2 separate regions of the Rattus norvegicus genome follow, and region 2 is linked to region 1. The links are chromatin contacts, called in public Hi-C maps. All regions are on one chromosome and are shown on one strand. The core of a region is the stretch at or near the end of the contact, and the rest is flanking DNA. Distances in the headings are between cores, read along the strand shown.

What was found. A called contact is a pair of places that touch in the nucleus more often than the background predicts.
Region 2: a contact with region 1 is called in a Hi-C map of Schwann cells, with 6 times the contacts expected there. The contact joins the promoter of Sardh here to the promoter of Surf4 in region 1. A contact is called at or near these places in 3 of 12 Hi-C or Micro-C datasets (Schwann cells, frontal cortex and mammary epithelial cells).

What each region holds. Positions count from the first base shown.
Region 1 is chr3:30,657,582-30,661,177 of GRCr8, forward strand. Surf4 (surfeit 4) reads right to left here and starts at 1,714. Exons shown (of 6, transcript NM_001033868.1): 1 at 1,548-1,714. The coding sequence starts at 1,595. It overlaps Stkld1 (serine/threonine kinase-like domain containing 1), which reads left to right and starts at 2,322. Exons shown (of 19, transcript NM_001395744.1): 1 at 2,322-2,382; 2 at 3,562-3,596. The coding sequence starts at 2,368.
Region 2 is chr3:30,969,676-30,973,271 of GRCr8, forward strand. It overlaps Sardh (sarcosine dehydrogenase), which reads right to left and starts at 1,982. Exons shown (of 21, transcript NM_053664.3): 1 at 1,850-1,982.

The DNA of each region.
Region 1 (3,596 bases), core at 464-2,963:
TGCTCACAAGCACAGAAGGTCCTGACACTGGTTCAGAAGAAGAGTCACATCTCAGAAGCTCATGTGGTGTCCTTTGCTACCTTCCAGGTGGACTCTGAGGCTAATCCCTGCAAGAGGGAACCTTCACTGGGAATTTTGGGTTTTAAGCAGCAGGCCATCTGCAGTCCTGGCATCTTTCCACTGGTGTGTAGCTGAAATCTGACTCCAGACCTGAGATGCCCTGGACACCAAGCAGTAGGAGACCGGGGGTTTTTTTCCTGGGTGGTGGACACTGGCCAGTCCAGGAGCCCAAATCAGTTACTTAGCGGAGGTAGATACTGTATTCCCCACAAAAGCCAGTCCAGTCCCCAGATTTGGCTTCTTGCACTTAAATCAAAACAAAGTACATGGAGGACTTCATAAAAAAAAATGAACTCTTCCTCTGGTTGAAATCTATCATTCGATAGTTGGCAGCTTCTTGGAGATATTTTATCTGGGTCGAATTGTGAAATCCACTTGCAAAATGGAGGGTTTTCCAGCTGAAGATCCTGAGGTGAACAGCTCACAAACTTCTCTTGGCTATGGAGCCATCTTCTTAGAGAGCTGCTACTCAGGGAGATAAAACTGGGTCACTGAGAATTATGTCAATGAAACCCATCACATAAGGAAGACCTTGGTCCTTGAGAACTTTTTTACAATTTTAAAGTTATGTATTTAATGCAAAATCATGACATTAGAAACTTTTCCAAAAGGGGTGAAAATGACTTTAAAAAGATCAGCTCACAGGAAAATGGTTCAACGGAACCCAATGAGAACACGGGAGGTGACACCCCTCAAAAGGAGAGGTAGAGAAGCTCATTCGAACCACAGTTCATTTGAAGATGCTCACACACACCCAAGCCTTCCAGTTCTCTAGGCCACGAAATGCCTACTCGTATCACCGACAGCCACGAACACACTAAAAGAACCAAAACAGGCTGGCGGGTGGGCCCGGCACCATTCAGCCTACAGGGCTAGTTCAGACTATATTACTACTTCGCAGACATAATGGGGCAATTTCAGAATTCAAAGGCTCACACTCCACAACTCCCACCCCATCGGTGTCGAACTTAATGTTTAAAAGTGGTGCCACCTGCGCCTCTCTCCGGTTCTAACCCTGCCCAGCTAGTCGCTCGGGCCCAGACTCATCCCAGGCCTTCCCTGCAGTTCACATGCCACCTGTACACTAGGGAAGGAGAGTCAAGGGACAGGCTCCTCTCCTTCGGCAGCGTGGACCCAGATCGGGCAACCGGAGCAGAGTCCACGCGAAGGAGGGAGGGACAGCACGGTCCTAGACAGAGGACGCCCCCACGCAGCGGGGCGCACAGAGTACCCCCTTCCCCAGAGGTCCCCAAGGAGCCGCCGCAGTTCAGAGGGCAGAGGGCACAGAGCAGCACCGCGGGCCCTGGGATCCTCCCTGGCCGCCCCCCGCCCAGCCTCCCTCGGATTTCTCCATGAAGCTGGGCAGGACGGCGAGGGCGGGCGTCCGTGGGGCCGTGATGGCCAGCGGGCTGTGGGGCAGGCCGCACCTGGTCGGCGAAATCCTCGGCCGTGCCCATCAGGTCGTTCTGTCCCATGGCGGCGGCGGAAGGCTCAGCTGGCAGGTCCTGGGCGCTCGCGCCTGCTGCGGCCTCCACAGGAAGTACCCGGCGGCCGGCCTCGCTGAGCCGCGGCTGCTCTAGCGGCTGCCACGTAGGCCAAGCCTTAAAGGGGCCGCGCCTCCCGCCGCGCCCCGCCCCGCCTGCCGCGCGCCCTCACGCTCCAGACCCCGCCCGCCACGCTCGAGGAGCCTGGCGCCGGCGCACCGCCCGTCACGAGCAGGCCCCGCCTCCGCCGCGCGCCCTTCCCGAGTAGACCCCGCCCCCACGCTCCAGGCCCCACCCCCTCTATCCCCCACGGACCGCCCCTAGCCCTTTAGCCTCTAGAACCCGAAGCACTGACCGCTTTACACCCACACCAAGCAGCAGGTCCCGCCCACCGTGCTGGTTGACTTCCTGCCACCTGTGTCTCCCGCCCGTTGTACTTGAGGCTCCGCCTACCGCGTCATCACAGAATCTGCCCCGCCCCCACCCCGCCCAACACACCGGGCCCCGCCCTTCGTCCCGTACGCGGCGACCTATTCTCTGGCTTCTTTAAGGGGCATAGAGCAAGTACGCCATGTGCGTGCCAAAGTGCTAAGCAGACACGCCCCGGGTTGAGGGTTATGGAAGTCAGGTGGAGGGACTGAGGAGGTGGGGTGGGCACACGGAGCAGTCACTACCGAGCATGCTCAATCGAGGGTTCGACTACCGGCCTGGCTCGAGGGCTTAGCCCCGCAGAGGGACAGTGAGGCTGTCTTGTCGAGATACCATGGAAAAGTATCAGGTGCTGAGATGCCCCCAACCAAGGCCCAGAGTCCGTAGGTAGCAGGACAAGTCCGAGGTTCACACAGCCAGGCCCATCTTCCATCACAGGTTGACCCCATAATCCCCGCAAGTTTCCTCCTCTGAGTCCTCCTTCGAGTCCTCCCAGGGCCTCAGTTTCCCTCTAAAATGATGACTAATCGCCCATTCTGACCTCTGGTGCACGTGCCCTTCCCTCCATGTATGGGGGACTTTAAAGGGAGAACATAGAACCAAAAACCTGAGTGGATTTTTTTAAATTGCTTTTTTCCTGACACATCAGATTTATTAAATGTCAGAGTCAGTTTATAAAAGCTTCGCTTTCGCGCATTCACTTCTCTTCTCTTTTCTAGCATTCTCTGAGAGAAGGTTTTAGATGCGTTAGCCAAGCAAATGCACTTGTGATGGCAGAAATGTTTAAAGAAAAAAAAAAAATCCACTGCTCACTGACCCGGGGTTGGGCTCCAAAGACTCCCTGTATCCTCTGCATTCTATCCTTCCTGAACTGCCTACATATCTTGTCGCTTTCCCCACACTGACAGCAGCCTCAGTCCTCAGGCTCAGTCACCCTCTACCCGACAGCACTGATCTTATAAGATCTAGCTTGCAGACTAGTTCTGAAGGTGTGGCTTCAAACATGAGCTCTGGCTCAGACCCCAGAGTGCCATAGCCACAGGCAAGGCAGGACCTTGCTCCCTAGGCCTCAGTATCTCTCAAGTAAATTGTAGGTAGCACCAGTGCAGGTCACAGAGGATGACTGGGAAGGAAGCGCATCCTTCAGTGCTGAGCCCTAGAGGAAAGCGATGACTGCACCAGTTATATGCGTTAAGGGCCTTATTTGGATGTTGATGTTGGAGAAGGGTACTGGATGGGGGTGTCACTGGGGTTAAGAGCCACTGAAGCCCACTGTTCCCCAGGGGAACTTTCCCCTTGCAGGCCTGGGGGAGGTCCTGAGGCTGTAAAATAAGGGCTCCAGAATGGGTTTCAAGGGAAATTGTATTGGCTCCACCCTAGAGGGCTTCTCAGTCCATCACCGAAGACCATTTCCTCTACAGCAAAATTGAGAGAAGATGCTGGCTTGGGGCCCAGTGTGGACTCATCACGTGTGGGAAATCCAGAATAATGTGCACTTTCTCAAACTCTCTCTCTTCTCTGAGGGTAGATTTTGCAAAAGCTGAGTCCTGGGGCCCTAGGGGT
Region 2 (3,596 bases), core at 732-3,231, 310 kb after region 1:
CCCCATTCACTCACTCCTCCACTCACTGCCCCATTCACTCATCTACTTTCCCATTCATTCATTCATTCTTCACTCCCCCATTCATTTATTCATTCCCCCACTCACTCCCACCCCCACTCACTCATTCACTCCCCCATTCACTCACTCCTCCACTCACTGCCCCATTCACTCATCTACTTTCCCATTCATTCATTCACTAACCCACCCCCATTCACTTACTCATGTACTCACCAATTTCCCCATTCACTCATTCACTTCCCCATCCCCCACCCCCATCCCCCATCCCCTCTTCAGCAGGCTCTAGCTGGCCTCAGGGGAGAGAGCTTTAGGTAGGGGGTGGGTGTCAGAAAGGTAGGGTTGGCATAACTGGGAGATATTCCAAATGATGTCTAAGAAAGAGGGCTTATCCAGAGAGAGAGGGCACCCGAGGATAGAGGGATAGGCAGAAGAGCCCTTAGAGGGGCACTGAATGTCCTCTCGGGAGCATTAGGGACACAGGCAGCATGAGAACATCCAGGGCCTGGTGAGAGCATGTCAGAGCTTCCTGATATTTTGAAGGCCATGTCCTGCTCCGAGGTAGAGAAAGGCCCTAGGGCTGCTGAGCAGGGGCTGGAGAGAAGGACTGCAGCCCCAGAGGAACCAAGACTACATTGATGGGAATAGGTGGGGTCACCTGCACATAGGGGGATCCAGGCAGAGGTGGGTAGCCATGTGGAGGAGGCAATGAGGCCAAAACCCCAAACAGGCGCTGGCAATGGACCCGGACAGGAGCCTAGGGTAGCCCCCATGACAGTACCACCCAACCCCACATAAGCTAGTTCTCCTTCAGGGGTTCCCAATAAAAGCCAGTGGAGGCTGAGGTGTCTAGATACCCAGCCCCAGGCTTCTGGATTTCAGAGGGGACTCGGTACTGGCCTAAGGGGTCTCATTTTGCTCTGTCCCCTCCATAGTCCTCCCAGCTACCCTTAAGGGACCATCAAGAGCTTCCTTCAGAAAGCCCACTCCATCCCATCTCCCTATTCATCAATGCAATAATACGGGTTTATCAGGAAACCAACTAGTGACACAGCACAGCCTTTGATCCCAGCACTTGGGAGGGAGAGGCAGGCGGATCTCTGAGTTCAAGGCCAGCCTGGTCTACAGAGTTCCAGGACAGCCAGGGCTACACAGAGAAACCTTGTCTCAAGCCGACCCCCCCCCCCTCACACACACACCCAAAAAAAGTCTACCAGGACTGATGGTGACCAGAGTATCTCCTGGAGAGAGGACCCCTGCCTGCCCAGCACGGGGAAGACTCCTCCAGAGGATTGCTCATGCCGTTCCTGGGATTAGCAGGGAAAGCCAAGGCTTTGGCTGAGTGGGGCTGGCTTCCTTAGTATCGATGACTGTTGTCAAGTAGCCAGTTAACTGAGAAAGTCACTTCCATAATCCAGTGTGGGTGACAAGCTCTGTGCAGTCACTCACCCGCACAGACTGGTCTGAGGCCCGAGACTCTCATCTCTGTTTTAGGGAAAGAGACTGAGGCAAGGGAAGCTTCGGTCACAGGCCTCTGTATGGCTGCACTGAACAAACCCCACGGTGATCTGAAAGCCACATATTCCCCTGGTCCCGCCCAGCATGAGGACTTGGGACCCACTGCGGCACCGTGTCCACGCTGAACCCTCACTGGCACAGTAGGAGAAGGAGTGGGTCAGAGCCAAGCCACCCACCTCAGCACCCCACTCTGCGAGACCCCCTTACCCTGCAGTCTCTTGAGCCATCCCCATCCCCACAGTGACAGCTGTCAAGTTTTCTGTGGCTTCCATGAATGAGACAGGAAGGAAACCCCTCAGCAGGAATCTATACATACCTTAGTCTTCGTCCTAGATTTTCCAGAAGCTCCTGGGAGATTCCTAGCAAGGAAAAGTCAGCATGATATGGACCCAATCGAGGTTCTGCAAGTCCAGGCAGTGCCTCTACCTCAGGACACCATGCCAGGCACTGCATACCTGCCAGAGGAACCTCCTTCCTCTCCAAACTGTGCCCAAGGCCAATGCTGCTGGCTGGAGGACCTGCCACGTGCTCCTTCTCTGCCAGCCCAGCTAGTCAGGGCAGGGGTGGGGGATGGGGCAGCCAGGCCCCCAGCGTGCCCCTCCTTCAGAGCAGATGCTTCATTAACCTGCCCTCTGGCCTCTGCAGCTCTCTCCCTCAGCTTCCCAAGGACCAGGGCACAGGACACAGGGAATGAGAGCTCAGTCACAGGCCTGAGGCCTCAGACACGGGGCTGTTTTCTAAGACAGCAACGGGGTAGAAGGGAACCCAAGAGGGGAAGGCACTGTGCAGAGCCCTCCCATAAAGGAGCCCCCTCCTACACCCCCACATTTATCCATGGCCTTCCCATCTAGTCCATGGTCCTTCAACCAGAAGAAGAGGGAGGTCCCAGCTGGCGACCAACCTGCCCATGAAGGGGCTGTCAGGACACTGCCCCTCCCTTGTTTCCCAAGCTGCATCTGGGTCTAACTGAAAAGGCCACCCACTCCCTTGCTGCTGGTCCCGCCTACAACCGGGGCAGGAATGCACCTCCCACCACCCCAGCTTCCTGGCCAGCCCAGCTGGGACAGCTGCCAAGGGGGCAGTTCTCCTGGCCGGCCAGCAGAGAAGCGCTGTGAGACGGAGCCCGGCTCTGCGGATGACCTCGCTCTCACATTTCCTTCCACATCTCTAACCCGGGGATCTCCAAACTGCTGTGGACCCAGGCATCTTGCCTTCCCTACCTTCCCTACCTTGGTTCCCCTTCCCCCAAGCCAGCTCAATCTATAGTTGGCTTCGTGGGTAGAACTATCCCGCCTTGAACTGAAGCCCCTGGTGAGATCATCTTGGCACTCGTCTGTGTTTCCAACCCCAGCTTGCTCACTCCTGGGACCAGACAGGCCATGGAGGAAGTCAGGCAGCTGCCCACAGTCTGCCTGTATCCAGGACAGTGTGCCCATTCCTGGCATGAGTAGATGTCCTGAGTGAATCCAAGAAGAACCAGTATGTTTTAAAGCCTCTGGATGTCCAAAAATCAGAGTAGGTACTGGTACCAGATGGTCCCTGGTACCCAGCAGGAGCAGAAAGACAGATTTCATAGGCAGTCCTACTAAGCACGTAGCAGCACCCGATCAGGAAGGGATGGGGTGGCCAGCCACTGGTCCCAGACTCTAGCCACCACCCCTGTCCAAAGTCACAACTAGATACTTGTACTTGCGTGGAGCTGTCCATCTCTCCGCCTTGCTGCCAGCTTGTCTCTCACGTACATTTATTGAGACCCTACTGCATACAAATTAGCTCTTGGGAACCCAGAGATACCTAAGACCCTGGTCTGGCGTTCAGGGGCTTGTGAAACAGAAAACAAAGATGGAGGGGAGAGGCCCCTTGATGGCTGCCTATGGAGCTGCTCATTTCAGAAGAGGGTAGCAGAGACGCTGGCTAACCCTGTTGCCATAGGTCTCGATGTCTGCCCTAAGGCTGGTTGGTTACTGTCCCCACCAGCATGAGACTTCTCCGGGACAATGTGGGATCCTGAGATAAGGGACAGAGCTCCCTGTCCGTCCAGATGTAGCCTGTCCCAACAAACC